Linked DNA regions of Hordeum vulgare: region 1 is linked to region 2. Evidence: chromatin contacts called from public Hi-C data. All regions are on one chromosome and are shown on one strand. The core of a region is the stretch at or near the end of the contact, and the rest is flanking DNA. Distances in the headings are between cores, read along the strand shown.

What was found. Hi-C and Micro-C count contacts between places; a contact is called where the count stands out from the background.
Region 1: a contact with region 2 is called in a Hi-C map of seedling, with 2.3 times the contacts expected there. The contact joins the promoter of LOC123452946 here to the promoter of LOC123452941 in region 2. A contact is called at or near these places in 2 of 6 Hi-C or Micro-C datasets (leaf and seedling).

Annotation. Positions count from the first base shown.
Region 1 is chr5H:559,196,915-559,202,738 of MorexV3_pseudomolecules_assembly, reverse strand. It overlaps LOC123452946 (ADP-ribosylation factor), which reads right to left and starts at 1,434. Exons shown (of 7, transcript XM_045129692.1): 1 at 1,267-1,434; 2 at 739-931. The coding sequence starts at 886.
Region 2 is chr5H:558,985,224-558,991,236 of MorexV3_pseudomolecules_assembly, reverse strand. LOC123452941 (peptidyl-prolyl cis-trans isomerase CYP22) reads left to right here and starts at 3,352. Exons shown (of 7, transcript XM_045129686.1): 1 at 3,352-3,661; 2 at 3,764-3,787; 3 at 4,226-4,313; 4 at 4,740-4,832; 5 at 5,555-5,587; 6 at 5,818-5,874. The coding sequence starts at 3,471. It overlaps LOC123452942 (splicing factor 3B subunit 6-like protein), which reads right to left and starts at 3,162. Exons shown (of 1, transcript XM_045129687.1): 1 at 2,459-3,162. The coding sequence starts at 3,061. The coding sequence ends at 2,672. LOC123452943 reads left to right here. Exons shown (of 2, transcript XM_045129688.1): 2 at 1,002-1,285. The coding sequence ends at 1,089.

The DNA.
Region 1 (5,824 bases), core at 185-2,684, 210 kb before region 2:
AACAAACGTCCAAATCTGACCTTTAGTATATAACATAATTTGCATGAAAGAACAAGACAGTCTTGCCTTTTAGCGCAATCCATAAAATGCACACGAGGATATTATACTGGCAAATACTATCATCCAATGACATACGAAGCAAGCGGTCAATTTTAAAAAGGCAATATTCAGTCAACTTCGGTGTGTTTTGAGATAGGGTAGCTAGCTGGTTGTAGTGGCTTTTAATTACTCACTGGATGCTCCAAAACTGCGTGAGCGTTACTATCAATGACTTCCTGTTGGCATATAGGCATTTGTTTGTTACTATCAATGACTTCCAGTTAGCATATAGGCATTTGTTTAAAGGGAAATTTGACCATACCAAAGTAACCAAAACTTCACAAAAGGACATCTAGCTCAGGATCAATTTTCTTATGTTCACATGGTTAAAAAATATGGACCAACTGGTAAATCTGAGACTTGTGTGTAGTTTTGTAAATATATCTCTATGAACAAAGGTGCACCAATCGTGACCTGTACAGAGATCCTAATGAACAGAAACTCCCTAAACATTGGTAGCTTCAAATTGATACTGTAGCTGTTTTTTCTTGGCCAAACTTGTGTCTGAAAATAGCACCTGCCGGGATCACATTGCCAAGCATTTGCATGTTCCGCTACAGATTCGCAACATAAGGAAAAAAAACTGGTATAAATAAATAGGCATGTATCACGCGATGCGCGCGCGGGATCGGTGCTCACCGATGGTGGGGATGGTGGTGACGATCTCGCCGAGCTTGAGCTTGTAGAGGATGGTGGTCTTTCCGGCTGCGTCGAGACCCACCATCAGGATCCGCATCTCCTTCTTGGCGAACAGGCGGCTGAACAGCTTGGTAAACGTGAGCCCCATCTCCTCTCCTCCCGCGTAGGTGCTCTTCCTCTCGGTTTGTCTCTCCTGCAACACAGAATCACGATCCCCACGGGTCAGACGGAGTCCCATTTCGCTAGATCTACACGCGGCGCGCCAGATCCGGGCCCCAACCGAACGGCCGCGGGATCACCGATCGCCATGCGCCCGGCCCCGCGATCTGCGCGCCGGGCACGGGATCCGCGGGCGGATCCAGCGCGCGGCGAGGACACGTCGGTGCGGGATTGGGCATGGATCCCTACGAGATCTACCGAACCGGCGACCCGCTCGGCGTGATCCACCGCCAGGACGGACGGATCTCGCGAATGGAGGAAGGGAGGGAGGGAGGGAGATGGGGTGGATCCGGGGCGGGGGTCGCTCACCTGATCGGAGGAACCGCTCGATCCGCGGTGGGTTCGCCGGCGCCGGAGCCGGAGAAGGGGGGCGGAAACAGGGGGTCGCGAGAGAGAAGGGGGGAGAGAGTGGCCAGGCGTTGGGGCCTGCGGCGTCGTATTTAAGCGACGCGAGGGAGGAGAGCCAGCGCTTTGTGTTGTACGGGTCGCGTCGGTTGAACGCGTCTCGCTCTATCGACACCTTTTCCATTGCCACAACAATTATTTTGCCATGGGATATCCACGATGGTAAGAGCATGTTCAATGATGTTATATGGATACAGATGTTTTATAATAAAATGTAGATTAAGGTATTTATATTGAAGATACCAGCAATGTGACTCATTAAAAAATAAAAATAAAGATTTTAATACACATGCATCTATACTTTTCATTCTAACTTTTTCAGTTTTTTACATCGGATCACATTTTTTCTCTCCAAGCACTCGCCTAGTGCAAAGATCCCGCTTCTTTATTCGAACATACTTTTCCTGACATCCAATCCGATATGACATACGAGGCATCATCGTGAGACTATGCATTGTACATGCCCTAAGAGCAAATGCAACACCCCGATCCAAACACACGACGATTTTGTCCGTTTTTTGTCCGTTTGGGTCTGTCATTCGCTTGGTGTCCGCACAATTTAAGATTTGGATCGACGGTGCGTCCAACACCCGCGACCCATTTTATATCCGCACACACATTTGAAAAGGCCCGCGGTCGTAGATCAAGCCTACGATCATGTCGTCGCCCAAAGTTCATGTCGACACCATGCCAGCGGCCGACATATAATGCCAGCTTCAGAAAACACCACACAGTTCATGCTGGCGCGTTTGCCAGCGACTAACATACATGCGAGCACACAAAAAGGGACGGGAGTTCGACCACGCCATCACGATCGTGGTCATGCGAGCACACTTGCCAACATACAAAAAGGATGGCGCTCGCCGCCATAGATATCACTCATCGTTGAACTTGAGCATGTCGGACTGCATCTTCTCGAACCACGGCCTCTTCCTTGGCGACACGGTGTTGAGATCCACCTTCATGATCTCCACTCCCGTCATCATGCTAGCGAGTGCCACTTCTTTCGCCTTGGTCTCGGCATTGGCGGCCTCGATCTCTAGCATCTTGGCTTGCTCCTCCGCCTCCATCTCAAGCATCTTGGTTTGCTTCTCCGCCTCCATCTCAAGCATCCTCCTTTGAATCTCCATGAAGGCGTTCATTTGCTCTTCCTTGTCTTGTCGGCGCTTCTCCTCCCTTGAATCCTTCTTGGTCATCATGCCCTTCACAGTTGCGATCAAGGTGATCGACGCTGCATCCCGCTTATCCTCCTTCTTGGAGTTGGTCTTTCCCCATGGTCGTGGATTCTCACCCTCCCCAACCTCCTCCACGGCTTCCTTCTCCCTTGCATTGTGAGGGTAGGAAAGGGGAGCCGGGGCGCTGGAGCTTTGGGAGCAGGGAATGGCGATAGTGCGCGAGATTGCTACTTCTCAAACAACAACGCCAGAAATTGACACGTTGACGGAGATTGGGCTTGCGTTGGTTTTCCCTTGAAGAGGAAAGGGTGATGCAACACAGGAGCAGTAAGTATTTCCCTCAGTTTGAGAACCAAGGTATCGATCCAGAAGGAGGGTCTCATCAAGTTCAGAGTACCTGCGCAAACACAAACAAGCTTGCACCCAACACTTCAAAGGGTTGTCAATCCCTTCAAGATTGTTTGCAAAGTGAGATCTGAAGGCGGAAAGTGCAACGAAGTAAAAAGTGTAAGGTTGAAGATATGGTGTGCAGTAGACCCTGGGGGCCATAGTGTTCACTAGAGGCTTCTCTCAAAATAGCAAGTATTATGGTGGGTGAACAAATCACTGTCGAGCAATTGATATAACCGCGCAAAGTCATGACGATATCTAAGGCAATGATCTAGCATATAGGCATCACGTCCGAGACAAGTAGACCGATACTTTCTGCATCTACTACTATTACTCCATACATCGACCGCTATCCAGCATGCATCTAGTGTATTGAGTTCATGACGAACAGAGTAACGCTTTAAGCAAGATGACATGATGTAGAGGGATAATCTCAAACCAATGATGAAAACCCCATCTTTTCACCCTTGATGGCAGCAACAAGATACGTGTCTCGCTACCCCTTCTGTCACTGGGTGAGGTCACCGCACGATATGAACCCAAAATCAAGCACTTCTCCCATTGCAAGAATCATAGATCTAGTTGGCCAGACAAAACCCACAACTCGAAGAGAATTACAAGGATATGAAATCATGCATAAGAGAGATCAGAAGAAACTCAAATAAGATTCATAGATAATCTGATCATAAATCCACAATTCATCGGATCTCGACAAACACACCGCAAAAGAAGATTACATCGGATAGATCTCCATGAAGATCATGGAGAACTTTGTATTGAAGATCCAAGAAAGAGAAGAAGCCATCTAGTTACTAGCTATGGACCCGTAGGTCTATGGTGAACTACTCACGCATCATCAGAGAGGTCATGGTGTTGATGGAGAAGCCTTCCGTGTCCGAATCCCCCTCCGGCAAGGCACCAGGACATGCCCCAGATGGGATCTTGCGGAGACAGAAGCTTGCGGCGGCGGAAAAGTGATTACGATGCTCCCCTGATTTTTTTGGGAATATTTGGGAATTTATAGGCACAAGATCTAGGTCAGGGGACCTCCAGGGGGCCCACAAGCCTACATGGCGCCCCCCTGGCCGCGGGGTGGGGGCTTGTGGGGCCCCTGAGGCTCTTCTGGCTTGGCTCCCAAGTCCCCCGATCTTCTTCCGTTCCAGAAAAAATCTTTTCGGGGATTTTCTTCCGTTTGGACTTCGTTTCAAAATCTCCTCTGAAAGGGGTAAAAACATGAAAAAAACCAGGAACTTGCACTTGGCACTGAACTAATAAGTTAGTCCTAGAAAATAAATAAAAGGCATGCAAAACATCCAAAGTTTGACAAGATAATAGCATGAAAGCATCAAAAATTATAGATACATTGGAGACGTATCAAACATCCCCAAGCTTAACTCGTGCTCGTCCTCGAGTAGGGAAGTGATAAAGAATGGATTTTTGATGTGGAATGCTACCTAACATAGTTGTCCTTTGCAACTTCTTTCACGTGGTATGAATATTTAGATCCGTAAGAATAAAAACAATAGTTTGCTATTGACATGAAAACATTAATACTTCAAGCAAACTAGCAAAGTAATCATGAACTTTCGAAATAACAAGGCCAAAGAAAGTTATCCCTACAAAATCATATAGTGTGGCTATGCTCCATCATCCTCACACAACTAATGTAAATCATGCACAATTCCGGAATTGGCCAAGTAATTGTTTTCACACTCTTACTTTCTCAAGCTTTTTATAACTATCATGCAATACATGAGCGCGAGCCATGGATATAGCACTATAGGTGGAATAGAGTGTGGTGGTGGTTGTGAGACAAAAAGGGAGGAGATGGTCACATTGACTCGGCGTATCAATAGGCTATGGAGATGCCCATTAATAGATATCAATGTGAATGAGTAGGGATTGCCATACAAGAGATGCATTAGAGCTATAAGTACGTGAAAGCTCAAAAGGAAAACTAGTGGGTGTGCATCCAACTTGCTTGCTCACGAAGACCTAGGGCAATTTTGAGGAAGCCCATCATTGAAATATACAAGCCAAGTTATATAAAAGATTCCCACTAGCATATGGTAGTGACAAAGCAAGAAGCTCTCAATTATGAAGAACATGGTGCTAACATGAAGCACAAGTGTGGAAAAAGATAGTAGCATTGTCCCTTCTCTCTTTTTCTCTCATTTCTTTTTTTTATATTTGGGCTCTTAGGCCTCTTTTTTTTGGGCTCTTTGGCCTCTTTTTATTATTATTTTCTCACATGGGACAATGCTCTAATAATGATGATCATCACACTTTTATTTACTCACAGCTCAAAGATCACAATGATGATGACTCCATAGGAAATGCCTCCGGCAGTGTACCGGGATGTGCAACGATCTAGTATGATCATGCAATGGCAATATGAGAGTGACGACACAAGTCATGAGACGGAACGGTGGTAGTTGCATGGCAATATATCTCGGAATGGCTATGAAAATGCTATAGTAGGTAGGTATGGTGGCTGTTTTGAGGAAGGAATTTGGTGGGTTTGTGCACCGGCGAGAATTGCGCGGCACTAGAGAGGCTAGCAATGGTGAAAGGTGAAAGTGCATCTAATTCATGGACTCAACATTAGTAATAAAGAACTCACATACTTATTGCGAAAGTTTTTATTAGTAATCGAGACAAAGTGCTAAACGCATACTCCGAGGGGAAGGGTTGGTAGGTATAAACCATCGCGCGATCCCGACCTCAACACAAAGGATTACAATCAATAGATCAATTATGCTCCGACTTCCTAACATAGCGGTTCACCATACGTGCATGCTACGAGAATCACTAACTTCAACACAAGTGTTTCTAGATTCACAACACCCTACTAACATATCTTTTAATATTACCGAATCCATGTCTCAAAACTAATT
Region 2 (6,013 bases), core at 2,103-4,602:
TAGAGAGGCGTAATTGTGAGCATCCATGTTTGATATCCAGGTGAACAACTCTTGAGGCCTATTTATTGGTCAGTAACCTTGCATCTGGATCATGTGCTTGTATGTCTAGATTACACTAGCACAAATACAGCCCGACAGACCATTTCTAGCATTTTGCACTACCAAGAATGGCTAACCTCTATATACAAGGCAATCCTAGCCGATAAAAAATGCACTCGGCCAATGGTTTCAGCATGGATGGCATGTGATCCACCGGACTGCTTGATCACTTGATAGGCTGCTCCTGCCCTGCGCATCTTGAAGAAGCTACGGGCATCACTTCAATCTCCTTGGTTTGTCAAGTTGCTGTTTAAACTTTTCAAACTGATTACAGTAAAATAGGCATTCCAGTGTAGCCTCTTTACCGGTTAAGCTACACTTGTTGACTTACAAGAGATCCCCATTTGCAATGTTCAGGAGTCTCTATTGTGAACCTATTTACCTATGTATCTCATTGCATATTTGCCTGTGGCCTTTACTTGGTGATTTCAATGTTAAATGCATTCTTTGCAGTTAGCATGGTTATTCCAATGTACCTGTACCTATCCTTGGGTGTTACTTTTATGCTGCACTGCATTTGTCAAGTACTCCCTCCGTCCCAAAATTCGTGTCTTTGATTTGTTTAGATATGAATGTATCTAGTCATGTTTTAGTATTTTGATACATCCATTTCTAGACAAACCTAAGACAAGAATTTTGGGACGGAGGGAGTATATGGTATGATGATCTCCATACGAAGTTGAAATGTGAATAAGGTCCAACGAGAGCGAAACTTCAGTCAAAACAGAACAGCTGGGGTCACCACAGACTGCCTTTGCTAATAGTTTCTTTAGGTTGTAGAATAATACGCGATACGCTTCTCCTTTTGGTTCCATGTCCTGAATTCTTCTTATTGGTTAACCATATGTTCAGTAGGACTATCCTATTACACTTGATGGTCTCATCTTTGCTTTGTACTGTAGGGCTTCCAAGGCGGCCAGGCAGGACATGTCAACGAAATTCAACTGGCCGCTGGGTCTAGCTGCCGTGTTCAAGAATGGCGACAAGTAAACAGATGATGAATACTAGCTAGTCGCTGTTTTGATATCAAGTGGAGTTTCCAGTTGAGGAATTCCTGTAACGAAAATAGAATATAATCGTGTATCCGATGTCATTGGTTAAACTGTTCGTTTCATGGAATAATATTGGCATACACTTTACTCTATCCCTTGATATGTTTGATTCAAACAGAGCCGCTTCGACTTAACTCTCCTGGCCCATCTTGCTGAATATGTTCATCTTATTCTCGCTGGATTGCTAATAATACCAGTGTGTGCCACCTGTATGTTGCATCAAGAGTTGCTGAAACCTAAAGAAAGAGGACTATGTTGTGTATTTCCCTCTCTCTCTTTTGTTGTTGAAATAAATGCCCATTTTCTGTTGTTGAAGAACTTAAACAACAGAAACTCTTTTCATCTTCTGAAACTATAGTGATAGCCAAAACTCCCGTTAGCACTCTCAGGCAAACAAACTATGAAATGTACATGTGTGATTTTTGGAGGCAAACATGCTATGTTTACCAACCTCAGAAAATCTAGTAGACATCTATTCTATTCAAGCAAATTGGGATCAGGCCTCTTTACACAAACCAAATAGACAGTACAATTCCCCAAATACACAAGTTCAAGCATACCCCAAGATCATACTCTGTAAATTTAAGAAACGGCCATCCCACAATGAACATGACAGATCCAAATAGCTAGAGGAAAGTGGGCTTGAACTAGACCAGACATATCGCTTAAGAAACCCATGAAAACACTTAGGGCTCCTTTGATACAAAGGAATTTCATTGAATTTTTGAGAATTTGGATCCTTAAGATTTTTTCCTACGATGGCCGTTTGATTCGTAGGATTGAAATCCTTTGGAATTTTTTCATAGGATTCATTTGTACTACATTTTGAAGGAAAATTTTCATCCACTCAAACCTCTTTGTAAAAAAAAATTGTTTTTCCTATGCTATCAAACACACTTCCAAATTCTGTAGTGTAGAAAAGGACGTGCCACTCTATTCCTATGTTTTTTCTATTCCTGCATTTTGAGAATCCTACGAATCAAAGAGGCCCTAATACTCCGTCCGTTCCTAAATATTAAAAAGACAAATATTTAGGAGCAGAGGAAGTACTACATAGCAGCAAGTTTGCATAGCACAATCAGCACTAGCAAACCATAAAGTAAAATCACATAGCATGAGCATTAACAAAGAGGCTACACTGGATACACCCCTCTTTAACAGATCACTGACATCCACTGTAATTTGTATCATCAAGCAACACAGACCCTCGCTATACCACAAATTTGGTTGTCTAAATAGAATTCAGGTGCTCCATGTATCTGAACAATCATGCGCATATCAAAAATTCCAAGCGAACACTAGGATCATTGACATCCACAGCATAGATATTACTACTTACTAATTGAAGTACCAAATTCAAGTTACATCAAAACACAGGACAAATGCTATCAATCGAATCAGGTTCATCATCGATACCGAACCACCGCAAACAAAACATACCGCGGCCAAGCACAGATTACAGACAGTTTCTGTCGACGATTTCTAAACTAAACACGGAGCAGCACATCTGCTGGGTAGGATCAGGCGTCGTTGGCGGAGGGGGTCTTGGATCCGATGCCGTACTTCTCCTGGAGCCTGGTGATCTCGTCCTCCTTCTTCTTGATGTCCGTCTTCTTGGACATCTTGTTGAGCTGCGAGTAGAGCACGATGAGGTAGCGGTTGGCGACGTTGAAGCCCGAGAGGTGGTCGACGGCGTTCTTGGCGTCGTAGATGTCCTCGTACACCACGTACGCCGTCCCCCGCGTGTCCTTGGCGTTGCCCAGCCGGATCTGCCGGATGGCCCCGTACTTGCCGAAGATGTCGTACATCTCCTCGCTCGAGATGTTGAACGGCAGGTTCCGCACGAACAGCGCCCTGTTCACCTCCGGCGGCAGCCTCGCGTTCCCCTTCCTCAAGCTCGCCGCCGCCATCTCCGCCGCCGCCGCCGCCTAGGGTTTGGTTTCGGTCTGGTTGGGGGCTCGGTTGGTGTCTGGTCGAAAACTCCAAATCGATTTGGGGGTAGCTTCTTTCCTCCTCTCCTCTCCTCCTTATTAAGGGTGGAGATACCTTTCTTACCGACTTCGGAACGGATAGCCGGCTGACGCGTGGCCCCGGTGACCGACTCCGGGCCCACATGGCGGTGAGACGGATCTTAGCCGACGTGTCTCGAACGTTCGGGACGCTCGTCTCTCTGGCACGAATCTTGGCGCATATTGGCCCGCCTCCGTCCTCCTAGCGCGCCGCCGGCCTCTCCCTCTCGAACTCGAGGCTTCTTTTGCCCCCCCTCGGCTCCCGAACCTTCCAGAAGCTTCCACGACCTTACCTCGAGCGCCGACAGGCATGGCGTCAGCCATCTCCGCGGGGCCTACGCCGCCGGCCCCGGCGCCGGCGTCGGTGGAGTGGCACCAGCGGCCGCCGAACCCGAAGAACCCGGTGGTGTTCTTCGACGTGACCATCGGCTCCATCCCGGCCGGCCGCATCAAGATGGAGCTCTTCGCCGACCTCGTCCCCAAGACCGCCGAGAACTTCAGGTAGCCGCGCCCTCGCCGCCCCACCCTTAAACCCTAGGTTCCGTTTGATTTATCGCTTCTGCTGCTGACGGATCTCTGCTCTGTTTGTTCTTTTTGTTGCAGGCAGTTCTGCACTGGCGAGTACAGGTGAGAATTAGATGTATGCCCGGCGATTGGTTATCGTGATTGCCGATAGTATGCTTATTTCTGAGGCTAATTCTGCAACCCTGAATTCCTTTCTGACTTGAACATTTACCTTCCTTGTGTGAGTGTTGCTTAAGTTTGTGTTTGTGTGTATCATGGGTAACTTTGTTGAATGCTTTCTCCTTTTGCACATTTGATTGAATGTTTTTTTAAATATGTAATTAGTACTTCTTACATTGATAGTCATCACATAGGTGCGAACATAAACAGTTTGACTGTTCCTTTTCTTAGCGGGCAGTGGTTGTTATTTGCTTCATTCAGGACACTGTAAATAAAACAATAACTGGCAACTGCAAGTCTGCAATTTTGGATGGTTGCATACTTGCATTAGTAGCTTTATTTGGTGTGCAGCTATGCTTAATTTCAACATGCTGATTGCAGGAAGTCAGCTATTCCACAGGGGTATAAGGGTTGTCAGTTCCATCGAGTGATCAAAGATTTCATGATTCAGGGAGGTGACTTCGTAAAGGTTTGTGCCATACTGTTGCTCAATGCATCAACAACATAAATTAACATAATCTTTTAGGCATGCTGTTTTGGACTGTGGCATTTATGTGCATTGATGCAACTTGACTTGAGCTATTGAATTATTTGGTAAAATGGTGCATCTTGCTTTGAGCCTCTATGGCTTATTACAATTTAGTTTTGAGTGACCAACTGTTCCTGAGTAATTTGTGCTCAGAACTGAAGGGTTTGTTTGGTGTAAACTAAAGTTCCTTCATGTCCTGTAGGGTTTGTTTGGTGTAAACTAAAGTTCCTTCATGTCCTGTAGGGTTTGTTTGGTGTAAACTAAAGTTCCTTCATGTCCTGTAGGGTTTGTTTGGTGTAAACTAAAGTTCCTTCATGTCCTGTAGGGTTTGTTTGGTGTAAACTAAAGTTCCTTCATGTCCTGTAGGGTGATGGTAGTGGATGCATATCAATATATGGTACCAAATTTGATGATGAAAATTTCATTGCGAAGCATACTGGTCCTGGCCTGCTCTCCATGGTATTCTTCTCTCTATCTCATTTTCCTAATTGAAACTATTGTCAGATGTTACTTTGCTAATGCCATGTTCATTTGCAAGAGATCTACTGCTTGGCCTAATGTCTTAGTTATGTTTGTATAAAATTTCCTTCCACTCCATGTATTTTGTATATTTTCCTTTTTTATCAGGTCTCTGATGTACCTTCTCCTTCTGTATGGGACTTCTGCTCACTGAGTGACCAGAATATATGCTCAAATTAGCAAACCTCTTTTATTATGGCGGCCTTCAAATGGTGTACATAATTATTGAGATACGGTGCACAATATAAAGTGAATGATCTAAATTTGGCATTTTAGGTGGTCACTTTCAACATTTGTAGTAGGCTAGGTTAGGTTTGACCTACATCAAAACGGACTGGGGCAATCTCATGGCAATGCATTATTTTAATTCATGGTGAATGGTGATGTGTTTCCAGATCTCTTTTATGGAGTATTGATTTCTTAATCCTCGTGGGTGCCTTTTTCTCATGGTTACTTAAAAAGAAGCATCCACCTTGGGCTTACTATTTAGCTGGTTTTACACTAGAATAGTTCTGTTTTAGTTTAAATGGCTACTAGTGTTTCGTTTTCTTTTCTCAGCAGTGTGTTGCACAATGATAAGGGATATTCATTAATTTGTTTAAGAAATATTTTATTAAATCCCATCTTATATGGATCTAAATGTATGTTAATTTATTTTTCAGGCGAACAGTGGAGCTAACTCTAATGGATCTCAGGTACTTTCATCTTTTAAACTATTATTTCTTTTCATTTCAGCATGATCTGAATGTGTGCTATGTTACCAATTTGTTGTGATGTTATAGTGGTGTTGTTCTTATCTGCTCATATCTGGACTTGCCCTTTCTTGTCTATACCACCAATCTCCTTTCACATATTTTCCAGTTAGATTTTACTGTATATATCTTCTAGAATAACGAAATCTTATTTTCTACCATCTGCTTTGCAGTTCTTTTTAACTTGTGCAAAGTGTGAATGGCTAGACAACAAGCACGTGGTTTTCGGGGTAAGAGGTGCTTAATTTTAATGCATCATTATTTGGTACCAGCATCACCTATTACAGTTCACAAGTAAATGTATCCTTGTGTGCTAAACTGTAAGCTGCCCTCTGCCTTTCAATGGCAGTACTACATGGGTTTATAACT